Regions from separate parts of the Mus musculus genome. Here region 2 is linked to region 1. Evidence: chromatin contacts called from public Hi-C data. All regions are on one chromosome and are shown on one strand. Each heading gives the region's core, a stretch centred on a gene start, on an enhancer-like site or on the middle of the called end of the contact. The rest is flanking DNA. Distances are from core to core; before and after follow the strand shown.

Region 1 (6,930 bases), core at 1,462-3,961:
ATAAGACAAAAAGGCCACCAACCGCTTGGGAACGGATCTTTGCCAATCCTAAATCCAATAGGGGACTAATATCCAATATATAGAAAGAACTCAAGAAGATGGACTCCAGAAAATCAAATAACCTTATTCAAAAATGGGGTACAGAGCTAAACAAAGAATTCTCAACTGAGGAATACTGAATGGCTGAGAAGCACCTGGAAAAAAAATGTTCAACATCCTTAATCATCAGGGAAATGCAAATCAAAACAACCCTGAGATTTCACCTCACACCAGTCAGAATCGCTAAGATCAAAAATTCAGGTGACAGCAGATACTGGCGAGGATGTGCAGAAAGAACACTCCTCCATTGCTGATGGGATTGCAAGCTGGTACAACCACTCTGGAAATCAGTCTGGCGGTTCCTCAGAAAATTGGACATAGTACTACCGGAGGATCCCGCAATACCTCTCCTGGGCATATACCCAGAAGATATTCCAACTTGTAATAAGGACACATGCTTCACTATGTTCATAGCAGCCTTATTTATAATATCCAGAAGCTGGAAAGAACCCAGATGTCCCTCAACAGAGGAATGGATACAGAAAATGTGGTACATTTACACAATGGAGTACTACTCAGCTATTAAAAACAATGAATTCATGAAATTCTTAGGCAAATGGATGGACCTGGAGGGCATCATCCTGAGTGAGCTAACCCAATCACAAAAGAACACACATGATATGCACTCACTGATAAGTGGATATTAGCCCAGAAACTTAGAATATCCAAGATACAATTTGCAAATCACATGAAACTCAAGAAGAAGGAAGACTGAAGTGTGGATACTTCATTCCTTCTTTGAATGGGGAACAAAATACCCATGGAAGGAGTTACAGAGACCAAGTTAGGAGCTGAGGGGGAAGGAGAGACCATCCAGAGACTTCCCCACCTGGAGATCCATGCCATAAACAACCACCAAACCCAGACACTATTGCATATGCCAGAAAGATTTTGCTGACAGGACCCTTATATAGCTATCTCTTGTGAGGCTATGTCAGTGCCTGGCAAATACAGAAGTGGATGCTCACAGTCAACTATTGGATGGAACACAGGGCCCCCAATGAAGGAGCTAGAGAAAGTACCCAAGGAGCTAAAGGGGTCTGCAACCCTATAAGAGGAACAACAATATGAACTAACCAGTACCCCCAGATCTCCTGTCTCTAGTTGCATATGTAGCAGAGGATGGCCTAGTAGGCCATCAATGGGAGGAGAGGCCCTTGGTCTTGCAAAGATTATATGCCCCATTACAGGGGAATGTCAGGGCCAGGAAGCAGGAGTGGGTGGGTTGGGGAGTGGGGCTGGGGAGGGTATAGGGTACTTTCGGAGAGGAAACTAGAAAAGGAGATAGCATTTGAAATGTAAATGAAGAAAATATCGAATTAAAAAAATTCTCTAAACATCTTTTTTTGGAAAATGAGTAATGCTAACACAAGTTTGTTCAGGAAAGGGAGCAGAAATATAGGGCTTTTGTGATCTAAGTTATTGTTTCATATATACATGCAAGAGAAGACTGTACCTGCTACATGCAGCTGTAGCCCCATGCTCCCAAGGTTAGCTCAGCATCGCAAGATTTAAGGGATTCTAGCAAGTGTTTGGAACACTCATCCTCTGTCCGAGTCAATAACAATGAAAGACATAGGAAACGGGAGCCAGAATGGGAAAATTCTTGTTTGTTCTTAATTCTCTGAAGTTCTTTTGACTTCACGAAGTCCTAAGTTAACCAGAGCGTGGAATTTGTCCAGACGAGATAAATAATAAAATTGGTTGTGTACGTTTTCCACTCAAACAAGTTTAAAAAAAAAAGTAACAAAAGAGAAGAAACTCTTCTCCAAGGTTATATTTTCTTTTGAGAACTGGAAACAAGTGCACTTATAGACACTGGTTGAGGGAGAGATTGCCTTGAGAGCATATAGTTTTTAAAACTCCGTGTAACCAAATGAAAGGTGGGTCATATTTTAAAAGACTTTATTTTCCTTGAACTACTGCAACCAAGTCTAAGGAGCTTTCTCTGGGCTTGTGTACTTTTTAAACATCTGCAAATAATGTCAAGCACCTACACATTTGCCACCACCAGCCACACACTTCCTTTTTTTTTTTTTTTTTTTTTTTTTTGGTTTTGGTTGTGGTTGTGGTTGTGGTTTTTCGAGACAGGGTATCTCTGTATAGTCCTGGCTATCCTGGAACTCACTCTGTAGACCAGACTGGCCTTGAACTCTGCCTCCCAAGTGCTGGGATTAAAGGCATGCCACTACCACCATTGCCAGGCGACTTCTTGACTGAAATAAACCGGGCCGGGAGTTGGACTAAACTTTTCAAAGTAACCTTTGGGGAATTTCCGTGAGCACATTATCTATTCAGTAAGAACTTGGAAGGGAGTCTGCTTTTGGTTGGTTGGTTTTTTATTTGGTTTTGTTCTTTAATGTATTTATCAGCCTATTGATAGGGGAAACCCAGAGAAGGGAAGGAGAGGGAGGGGGATCAGTATCAAGCGTGGAGGGATGAGGGTAAAAAAGAGGAAGGGGTAAACGGGAAGTAGAGATCGAAATGGGACAGAGAAACAGGAAGGGAGAGAGACGAAATCCACTTTTTAAATAAGAAGGAGAAGGACAGTAACCCCGAATTTTACGAAATGTGCGGGTTGCTGCAGAGGAATACGGTAACAGCTGGAGATTACGGTACTCGCTAGGCTACAGCCTGCCTGTACTACGTCAACCCGAGCTGCAAAGTTCCGAGCCGCTCTTTTCTGTGTCCAGGAACTGAATATCAAACTGGTGATCGTGGAGTTATTGGATCGCTGTATTTGTCATTTCTTTTCTCTGTTTTCAGTCTTTATTTTAAAATATCCAGGAGAAGCAAGAAGCGAGCCCGGAGTTTGAGGGCTCAGCAGTGGTGGGGTGAGTCAGCGGGTGCTAAGGACTGGGTCTTGGTCTTTGGAGACCCTGTTCTCCTGCAGAGAACCAGAGGGCTCTGCGAGGACTGAAGGTCCGCTTCTCCTGGCGCCAGGGCCTCCGCAGCCGCGCAGCAGGTGAGTAGCGCAGCGGTGCGGAGCGCCGGCATCCCGCAGGGCCGAGTTGTGGGGTGGGCTGGTGTGCCCCTGGACTTAGCCTCGATTCTCCGCTTTGGGACTGGCTTTGAAACCAGCACCCCAAACCACCAGGTTTCCCTGATTTGCCATGGGAAGTTACCTTCTAGTTAACAAGTGTCATTTTAACCCATATATAGACCCCAAGTGGGAGAAAGCGGGTTCCGCAGTGTTGGTGTGGTTTGGTTATCACCTGTGAGGGCTTGAACTTGTGATTGTTTTCACAGCAGCCTGCTCCTGAGATCTCAGTCTTAGGGCTGTACCCCAAAAGACAAAGTATGCAGGTCCCGAAGCCCCAAACCTCTGTCTTACATCTCCTGGTCTGGTCCTTTTGCAGTGTAGAAATCGGGTTATTTAGGCAGATCGTGAACCCTAGCCCAGAAAATCCCAGGCTTCCCCGACTGCTGGCATGGGGACTTGATTTTTTTTTTTTAAGTCCCTTAGGGAATCCGCAGTGACTGCTACTCACAAAGCCTGGTCCGAGGAATAATGCGCTCCCACCCAGGTCTCCCAGAAAGCCCGGGTGTGGCTTGAGACTGGAATCCCTACAGCGGTCGCCCCTTGAAGATCCTGCCTGAATCCATCCGGGCCCTGTTTAGCTCTGGGAATTGGCTTTGCTGGGAACCTAGCTCTTTCTCGAGGGTGACTTGGCTGGTAGGCAGACCCGCGCGCTCTGCTCCCACGAGCGCAAATTCCGCGGGAGAAAGCGTACGCGCGGCCCTGCGGTTCCGTGCTCTCCGAGGTTCGCACTCCCAGACCGCCCTCTCCAGGTGACTATGGTGCAACCTGTTCTAAGGGAGACACGGAGGATCCCCACACCACCCCTGAGATTCTACCGGCTTGCCTCTGTGCGACAACCGCAGCTGCAGTCGAGCATGTGGAGCTGAGGTGGTGATGCAGGAAGGGGGCGTTTCGGGGCTTTATTTTCTCCAACCTATCTCTCGAAATTCAGCTTCCAGCTACTGCAGCTTGGGGTTTTATTGTCATTATTTGAGGTGGGGAGTTTTTTTTTTTTTTTTTTTTTTTTCTCTCTTGCTTGCTTTTGTTTTGGATTCTGAACTTGGTCAGCCAAGGCAAGGTGAAGCATTCGAAGGCACCTTCCCAGAGGGGAGGACTGGGGAGGACTGCAGAGGGGGACAGAGCACGCAGTCCCCTCCCTTGTCCCGTGTTGCCTACGTCAGGGCCTCACAAAGCCACTCATGGACTGCAGAGCGGCGGGCTCCCAGCAGGAGTCTGGTTACTGGGCGAGCTCCCCAGGGCCTGGCTGTCCAGGGCGACTGGCTCACGGACTGCCTTTTTCTTTGTGTTTTTTATTTTCAGCTGAATTCAGATAAACGAAGCTCCAGGGCCACTTCGGTCTCAGCAAATATTCCAGACCCATGTTACCTAGCCAGAACTCCTAGAAACTGGAGCTAGCGGTATCCCATAGATGGGCGGCCAAGTTGAGAGTCACTGCCGGTCAGCTGCAGCGCCCATTCGCCCAGCGTCCCTGCCTTGAGCTTCGAAGGCTGAGCCACACTTAGCTAACCATTTCAGCAAAGACTAGTCACAGACTCGTGAATTTCTAATTGCGTGGATGCACAGGATGGATCAGAGTGCACAGAGAAGCGGATTTTTGTAATTTCTGGTGGCTTTCACAGCATGTCCTTTTAAACCTTTGGAAGGTGTCCCCAGAAGCCCAGAGCGCGCCTGGCCATGTCTCCTTTAATGCTCTGTTCCTCAACGTGGCCCTCTGAGGGTTCCCAGAGCTGCTCCAGGCGGTTTACAACAGGTGTGTTCTCTCCCTCCCCCAGCCCAACCCAGCCCGCAGGATTCCCCCAAGCGGAGATTTTTTGACTTGGCTTCCTCAGGCTCACGTTTCCGCCCTCCGCCAGAGGGTGGCCGTCCAAAGCCCGACCTTGCCCCCTCCCTGGGACCATGGTGCTTCTTTCTGAAAATGCTTCTGAAGGCTCCAACTGCACCCACCCGCCAGCACAGGTGAACATTTCTAAGGCCATTCTACTTGGGGTGATCTTGGGGGGCCTCATCATTTTCGGGGTCTTGGGGAATATTTTAGTGATCCTCTCGGTGGCCTGTCATCGGCATCTGCACTCGGTGACTCACTACTACATTGTCAACCTGGCTGTGGCAGACCTCCTCCTCACCTCCACCGTGCTGCCCTTCTCTGCCATCTTTGAGATCCTGGGCTACTGGGCCTTTGGCAGGGTGTTCTGCAACATCTGGGCGGCGGTGGACGTCTTATGCTGCACAGCGTCCATCATGGGCCTCTGCATCATCTCCATCGACCGATACATTGGTGTGAGCTACCCGCTGCGCTACCCCACCATTGTCACCCAGAGGAGGGGCGTCAGGGCTCTGCTCTGCGTCTGGGCGCTTTCCTTGGTCATCTCCATCGGACCCCTGTTCGGCTGGAGGCAGCAGGCTCCGGAGGATGAGACCATCTGCCAAATCAATGAGGAGCCAGGATACGTGCTGTTCTCAGCGCTGGGCTCTTTCTACGTGCCACTGACCATCATCCTGGTTATGTACTGTCGAGTCTACGTGGTAGCCAAGAGAGAAAGCCGAGGCCTCAAGTCCGGCCTCAAGACCGACAAGTCAGACTCAGAGCAAGTGACGCTCCGTATCCACCGTAAAAATGTCCCTGCAGAAGGCAGCGGAGTAAGCAGTGCCAAGAATAAGACTCACTTCTCCGTGAGGCTGCTCAAGTTTTCCCGAGAGAAGAAAGCCGCCAAGACGCTGGGCATTGTGGTGGGATGCTTCGTCCTCTGCTGGCTGCCATTCTTCCTCGTGATGCCCATTGGTGAGTGTTCTCAACCCCACTGCTTACAGTTGAGGGAATGGGGAGTCCCACCGCTAAGGTAGAAGAGGGGTCTGCATTTCAAAGGCACAGGAAGGACTCCCTGGTGGGAACTGGAGTCTTTTCTTTTACTACTTTGTTGGTCTCTTTAATGGGAGTGTCCACTTTTCTTAATGTCCTTAAGTCTGGTTAACTTAAATCCACGCAGTCTCTTTAGAGTCCCCAAAGCAGACTACTCGGATACTGCTCCTGTTCCGCTATGGGTGGGGAAAAAAAGTCCTCTTGGCTTGAAAATACACACCACGCTTGTTCTGGGCAAATATGTGACTGTACAATTGGGTTAGATGGTACTCTCCGCTGTGTGTGTGAGTTATAGTGTCTGTCTGCTTAGGCTCTGTCTGTGCTCATTTTGTTCTCCGAATTCAGTGTGATAGAGAATATGGTAAGCCATTCACAACCGAAATATTTTTTTCATGTCCAAACTAATTAAAAAAACGTAAAGAATCCATTCTTTAAAATTCCAGTAAGCAAATACTCTTTCATTTAAGCAGTGAGTTTGAAAGCAGACACCACTCTTATCCAAAACCATCCCGGAAATGCAGATGACAGCTTGAAAACAGCACAATAATGTTGCAAATCCAATTTTTGCAGATGCAAAATTAGCTGTTGTCAGAATTAATTACCTCATTATAAGTATCAAGAAGCCAATCCACTGGGAACAGCCTCCTATCTGAAAGGCCTTCCATGCCATTCCAAAGCACTTCTTTGCTACTTTTAGTTTGTAAACTAAAATACAGACTCACGTGCTGGTTACCACCAACTATAACAAACACAAAATCATAGCAAACGTGCCCTCTAAAGTGCTTTTGAACCCAGTATCAATTACAGTACCATACTTTGCAACCCCGTGTCAGAATAACAAGTCTAGTTTTTGATTACCAACTGTGCCCCAGATGTTGACCAGACTTTTCAACACCTGCCATCTTGCCTCCACACATGGAAGAAAGACACT
Region 2 (6,930 bases), core at 2,684-5,183, 37 kb after region 1:
ACATCTTGTGCTTTCAAGAAGCCATTCAATCTTGTGTACATCATTAGATAAACAACAAAAAGTAAGAGAGACTCCACACACCAACCTCGATCCACTCTTAGACCCTGCTGTGGCAATGCAGACCTGCTCTGGTAGGCCCCAAAGGAGTTTCCGCAACATTCAAGGGTAGGGCTCTGTGAATTTAGATGGTTCTTGTAGGGTTATCTAGAAAAATCATCTGGGTACTGGTAGAAGAAATGACTGCGTAAGGTATGGCTCAGTTCTTAGTCAATGCCTTCAGTAAACCATCATATCTCTGGATACCCAGGTCTGCATTTGACACTTGCTGCATCCACAACCATCGGAATGTTCACTGTGCTGTCCCTCCAACCAAATGTCTTTGGGTTTCTTTTGTATTAATGCTTCCTTTTCTGCATTAAATGAATATCAACTGACTCCAGGGTATATCATCTGTGAGTGTGTGTATGTATGTATGTATGTATGTATGTATGTATGTATGTATGTATGTATGTATAGCTGTGTGTGCATCTGTCTGTATGCATGCATATGTGTGTATGTTTGTGTATGTGCTTGTGTGTGCATGAGTATCTGTGTGAGTGTATGTGGTGTGTGTGTGTGTGTGTGCCTGTGCAAGTGTGTGCATGTACACACGTGTGTATGGAGGCCCAGGAACAATCTTGGACATTGCTACTCAGGTACTATTCCCATTCTTATTTTTTTTAACCTTTTTTTAATTAGGTATTTTCTTCATTTACATTTCCAATGCTATCCCAAAAGTCCCCCATATCCTCCCCACCCCCACTCCCCTACCCACCCACTCCCACTTCTTGGGCCTGGTGTTCCCCTGTACTGAGGCATATAAAGTTTGCAAGACCAATGGGCCTCTCTTTCCAGTGATGGCCGACTAAGCCATCTTCTGATACATATGCAGCTAGAGACATGAGCTCTGGAGGGTACTGGTTAGTTCACATTGTTGTTCCACCTATAGGGTTTCAGATCCCTTTAGCTCCTTGGGTACTTTCTCTAGCTCCACCATTGGGGGCCCTGTGATCCATCCAATAGCTGACTGTGAGCATCCATTTCTATCTTTGCTAGGCCTCGGCATAGCTTCACAAGAGACAGCTATATCAGGGTCCTTTCAGCAAAATCTTGCTATTGTATGCAATGGTGTCAGTGTTTGGAGGCTGATTATGGGATGGATCCCCGGGTATGGCAGTCTCTAGATGGTCCATCCTTTCGTCACAGCTCCAAACTTTGTCTCTGTAACTCCTTCCATGGGTGTTTTGTTCCCAATTCTAAGAAGGGGCAAAGTGTCCACACTTTGGTCTTCGTTCTTCTTGAGTTTCATGTGTTTTGCAAATTGTATCTTATATCTTGGGTATTCTACGTTTCTGGGCTAATATCCATTTATCAGTGAGTACATATCACGTGAGTTCTTTTGTGATTGGGTTACCTCACTCAGGATGATGCCCTCCAGGTCCATCCATTTGCCTAGGAATTTCATAAATTCATTGTTTTTAATAGCTGAGTAGTACTCCATTGTGTAAATGTACCACATTTTCTGTATCCATTCCTCTGTTGAGGGGCATCTGGGTTCTTTCCAGCTTCTGGCTATTATAAATAAGGCTGCTATGATAATAATAAATCAGGCTGCTATGAACATAGTGGAGCATGTGTCCTTCTTACCAGTTGGGGCATCTTCTGAATATATGCCCAGTAGAGGTATTGTGGGATCCTCCGGTAGTACTATGTCCAGTTTTCTGAAGAACTGCCAGACTGATTTCGAGAGTGGTTGTACAAGCTTGCAATCCCACCAACAATGGAGGAGTGTTCCTCTTTCTCCACATCCTCGCCAGCATCTGCTGTCACCTGAATTTTTGATCTTAGCGATTCTGACTGGTGTGAGGTGAAATCTCAGGGTTGTTTTGATTTGCATTTCCCTGATTAAGGATGTTGAACATTTTTTCAGGTGCTTCTCTGCCATTTGGTATTCCTCAGGTGAGAATTCTTTGTTTAGCTCTGAGCCCCATTTTTTAATGGGGTTATTTGATTTTTTGGAGTCTACCTTCTTGAGTTCTTTATATATATATTGGATATTAGTCCCCTATTTGATTTAGGATAGGTAAAGATCCTTTCCCAATACTTCAGGCTAGTTAGGTTGGGTAGCAAATGTCAGCCACTCATCGTCTCTGCCTCCCTGTGCTGTAATCACAGTCATACACTACCTCATTCTGTTTTGTTTGTTTGTTTGTTTTTGTTTGTTTGTTTTCTAATGTTGTTCCAGGGGTCTGGGGTTCAAACTCAGTTCTTCATGCTGTTGAAGCAACCATTTTTCCAACTGAGTTCTCTCCCTCAGCTCCCATAATACCATCTTTTAGGGTCTTTCCTCAAGGGTCCAAATGTGTGGTATCCTAACACAGAAAAAGCTTCAGTTACTATGTTTGGGGTTCTAGAAATGGCAGAAGAGAGCAGTGTTCAAACCAGATGTTAGGAGGAGCTTAGGGAGCACCGTCAGTCACAGCCATGTTCCCTCTTTTCTTGGAAACAAGGATGCCCAGGTCAGTGTTCAAGTTCAATGACAGGTGCAAGAGGAATATGCCCCCACAGGATTTTTGCTAGTGTTGCTCTAGTATCTACAGTTTTGTGCTTTCTTGAAACATGCATGTAGTTGGCATGGGACATTCAGAGTAGGAGGTGACAACTCTCAAACTGTGATAAGCACAAATAAGAATTATCCAGGACGAGAATTGCGTGCACATATTCCCTGATCATCCCCCCCCCTCCACCCAGAAGCCTGACTGTCAGCCTGAAGGTATCCTCCGTGGATCTGCCACATGTTATACACTTCAGTATAATAGAGATTCAAGGTCATGGCCACCCTCACATACCATTTTAGCATTCAACATTCCTTCACTCTGAAATACCCCAGTCTACCTCTAACACACACACACACACATACACACACACACACTCAGCATTTATAAATAAGGAGCCATAGTCCCACAAATGAATAAGCTTCTGCATGCTGTGTCTTCACCTTCTCTCGGGTCTTGTGCTTCTATGAGGCTGCTCTGAATCCCATCGCTGTCTCTCTACTCATCTCTGTGCAGTATAAGAAGGGCACCATGGTTTCAGAAGCGGAATCAAGGATCACGTGATACCTACATGCATCTCTTTGATGTCTTCTTGAGCATCTTTGTCACATGGCTAGGTTTTCCCTTGTTGCTGACTCTCTCCTTTTCCGTTTGTGCCTAGGAATATTTCCCTAGGATTACAAGTCTGTTATTGATAAGACACGAGTGGAAACTCTTGCAGTATTGTGTGCAGATGCTGGTACTCACGTGTGTGAGTATACATGTGTGCATGTGTGTGTGTGTGTCTCTGTCTGTCTGTCTGTGTGAAAGTGGGGGGCAGTGGCCCACACTGAATATCTTTTTGTATCAGTCTCAACATTTTTTTTTGGACATGGTCTCTTACTGAATCCAGCGCTCACTGATTCAGATAGGTAGGCTGACTGCCCAGGGAATCCCAGTGGTGTTCTTGTCCCTGGTTCTTCCCCCACTCCCACCTCCACCCATGCCCAGCACTGGAGTTACACATAGGCCACCATGTCCAGCTTTTACACGAGTTTGGGATCCAAACTCAGGTTCCTGTGCTTGTGCAACAATGGCTCGGTCCATGACACCATTTCCCAGAGTGCTTTGCTATACTGTTTAAGATATTCATAGATCTCTACTCTCTTGCTTTTCAGAGAGACTATCAGTGAGCTGGGGGCAGGTCTGTATGACAGGTGATGCCAGATCACACTGGAGTTTGCCTTGGCTGTGACCATATTTTCATCAACCCCCTCTCCACACCATCGTGTGTGCAGCAGGATTTATCCTGACTCTGGAGTTAACAGTGGCTAGGACAGGCAGGCTGCCTGTGCCATATTAGTCATTGTGGATAATGGCCCAACGCCAACTCAGGTGACAGGTTGAAGCCACTACTGTTACTAGTGTGTCTGAGATCCCAGAAATCAAAGTCTAGTGTGGCTCTGAAGTTACTGTTGCAAAGTTATTTGTGCCAGACATAAGATACCTGTCAAGCACAGCCTTGAGCATGCAGCCCCCAAGGTAGGCACTCCGTTGCTCCCCCTGCAAAGGAAGAGACACAGAAATCCTAAGAGAGTAGGAGCTGGCATCTGAGAAAGGCAGAATGTGAGCCAGGTCCTGGCCTCCTACCCAGGAGGCCTGCCCTGCATTTGATTATGACATGCTCCTGACAAGGCCATAGGCATTGCTTTGTTATGTTGCTTTCATTGTTCAGCTCCACTAGGTACCAGCTCAGGAAACACAAGGACTGGAAAGTACTGGGACACCAAGCCATGGCTTCATAGAAAAAGGTTCTTCAGGGTAGGAAGGCCTCTGAAAACAAGTAGATTCTGTCATGCTGTGGAAATGCCAGTGTTACTGGGGAGAGAGAGAGAGAGGGAGGGAGAGACCAAGTCAGATCTCACTTTCTTGATTCTTTTTAACCAAGCCTACACGTGCACATCCCTACTTGTCTCCAGCCTATTTTCATACCCATACCAAATGCCCCACCTGCGCCAAGCTTACATCCTCCCCTCCCCTCCCTGATTTCTTCCCTGCCTATGATTTCAAATCACCATCAGTCCGCAGCTTGTTCTGGAAATGAGAGGCACACATGGGTTAAAGTGCTACTGCCTGAGGAAGGACATGGGCATGACCTCTTCCAGGAAGAGATGAGAACAGGAAAGAGAGCTAGCATACCTGAGCTTAGCAACAGATCTGGTCCCCAGGGAGGACTTGGGAATTAAGTTTCACAGATAGGTAGGAAGTGTTCGTTTAGACACCAATATTCCTTAATATGAGAGAGAATGAATGATGAATGAATGAATGAATGAATGAATGAAGAGTGTCTGGGACACTTGGGACAGGTTTTTCATCCTTGTGTGAAATGCTATGTTAGTTTCACACAATTTCACAGATAAGAAGGTCTGAATATTTGAACCCCCAAATCTCTATGAAGAAACCTTGTCACCGGTGTGGTGGCAGCAAGGGCTGAGAACTTTAGGAGGTGATGAGGTCGTCATGAGGATATAGCTCTGATGGTTAAGATCACTACCCCTACCTGTGGGGACACAGATACAAGAATCAAGAAACTGACTCTCATTAGAAATAGAATTTTCTTGCACCTTAATCTTGGACTTCCCAGCCTCTAGGACCATGAATCTCTATTGCTTATAATAGAGATGTATGTATTGTAATGTAATGAAATGATGTAAGCTATTCTGTTATAGATACTTGAATGAACCAAGACAGAAATGATATGGGACCTACACACCATTTTGCTGATGGGTGACAGAGCTGAGATCTCAATCCATGTCTATTTTATTCCAAAACACTTCTATAAAACCTCCACTCTCTATCCAAAACTACCAGCTACTAGTGAGCTCCAGAAACATAGTCTGCTCTCTGGCACTTCTTAGAAAGACGAGAGTACCTTCTGTTTCTGTTTTGTGGAATAGTTTGAGGGGTATTGGAATTAGGTCCTCTTTGAAGGTCTGATAGAACTCTGCACTAAAGCAAACCCATCAGGTCCTGGGCTTTTTTTGGTTAGGAGACTACTAATGACTGTTTCTATTTCTTTACAGGATAAGGAACTGTTTTGATCATTAATCTGATCCTGATTTAACTTTGGTACCTGGTATCTGTCTAGAAAATAGTCCATTTCATCCAGGTTTTCCAGTTTTGTTGAGTATAGGTTTTTGTAATAGGATCTGATGATTTTTTTGGATTTTCTCAAATTCTGTTGTTATGTCTCCCTTTTCATTTCTGATTTTGTTAATTAGGCTACTGTCCCTGTGCCCTCTAGTTAGTCTGGCTAAGGATTTATCTATCTTGTTGATTTTCTCAAAGAATCAGATCCTGGTTTTGTTGATTCTTTGTATAGGGTTTTTTTTATTTCCATTTGGTTGACTGCAGCCCTGAGTTTGATTATTTCTGCCGTCTACTCCTCTTGAGTGAATTTGCTTCCTTTTGTTCTAGAGCTTTTAGGTGTTCTTTCAAGCTCTCATGCATGTTCTCTCCAGATTCTTTTTGGAGGCACTCAGAGCTATGAGTTTTCCTCTTAGGACTGCTTTCATTGTGTCCCATAAATTTGGATATGTTGTGGCTTCATAAAACAGCAACCAACAGATTGGGAAAAGATCTTTACCAATCCTAAATCCGATAGGGGACTAATATCCAATATACATAAAGAATCCAAGAAGTTGGACTCCAGAAAACCAAATAACCCTATAAAAATGGGGTACAGAGCTAAACAAAGAATTTTCAACTGAGAAATACCAAATGGCTGAGAAGCACCTAACAAAAATATTCAACATCCTTAATCATCAGGGAAATGCAAATCAAAACAACCCTGAGATTTCACCTCACACCAGTCAGAATGGCTAAGAACATCTTCAGGTGACAGAGATGCTGGTGAGGATGTGGAGAAAGAGGAACACTCCTCCATTGCTGATGGGATTGCAAGCTTGTACAACCACTCTGGAAATCAGTTTGGCGGTTCCTCAGAAAACTGGACATAGTACTACCGGAAGATCCAGCAATACCACTCCTGGGCATATACCCAGAAGATGCTCCAACTTGTAATAAGGACACATGCTCCACTATGTTCATAGCAGCCTTATTTATAATATCCAGAAGCTGGAAAGAACCCAGATGTCCCTCAACAAAGGAATGGATACAGAAAATGTGGTACATTTACACAATGGAGTACTACTCAGCTATTAAAAACAATGAATTCATGAAATTCTTAGACAAATTGATGGATCTGGAGGGTATCATCCTGAGTGAGGTAACCCAATCTCACACACACACACACACACACACACATACACACACACACACACACACACACACACAC

The links. Hi-C and Micro-C count contacts between places; a contact is called where the count stands out from the background.
Region 2: a contact with region 1 is called in a Hi-C map of liver, with 3 times the contacts expected there. The contact joins the enhancer-like site here to the promoter of Adra1a in region 1. A contact is called at or near these places in 5 of 484 Hi-C or Micro-C datasets (the G1E-ER4 cell line, cerebral cortex and liver), 1 of 115 datasets of contacts at active chromatin or transcription factors (neural progenitor cells) and 2 of 9 other capture datasets (adipose tissue and pancreatic islet).

Annotation. Positions count from the first base shown.
Region 1 is chr14:66,632,540-66,639,469 of GRCm38.p6, forward strand. It overlaps Adra1a (adrenergic receptor, alpha 1a), which reads left to right and starts at 2,712. Exons shown (of 4, transcript NM_001271760.1): 1 at 2,712-3,064; 2 at 4,915-5,921. The coding sequence starts at 5,039.
Region 2 is chr14:66,668,803-66,675,732 of GRCm38.p6, forward strand. The region is part of intron 2 of Adra1a (adrenergic receptor, alpha 1a); the gene reads left to right. Among named protein-coding and RNA genes, the nearest start is that of Adra1a, 37 kb to the left of the region's middle. Within about 2 kb of position 3,934, at least 8 of the 459 cell types and tissues checked have an H3K27ac peak or open chromatin away from gene starts, as enhancers often do. A contact at or near this core is called in liver, where this site is marked.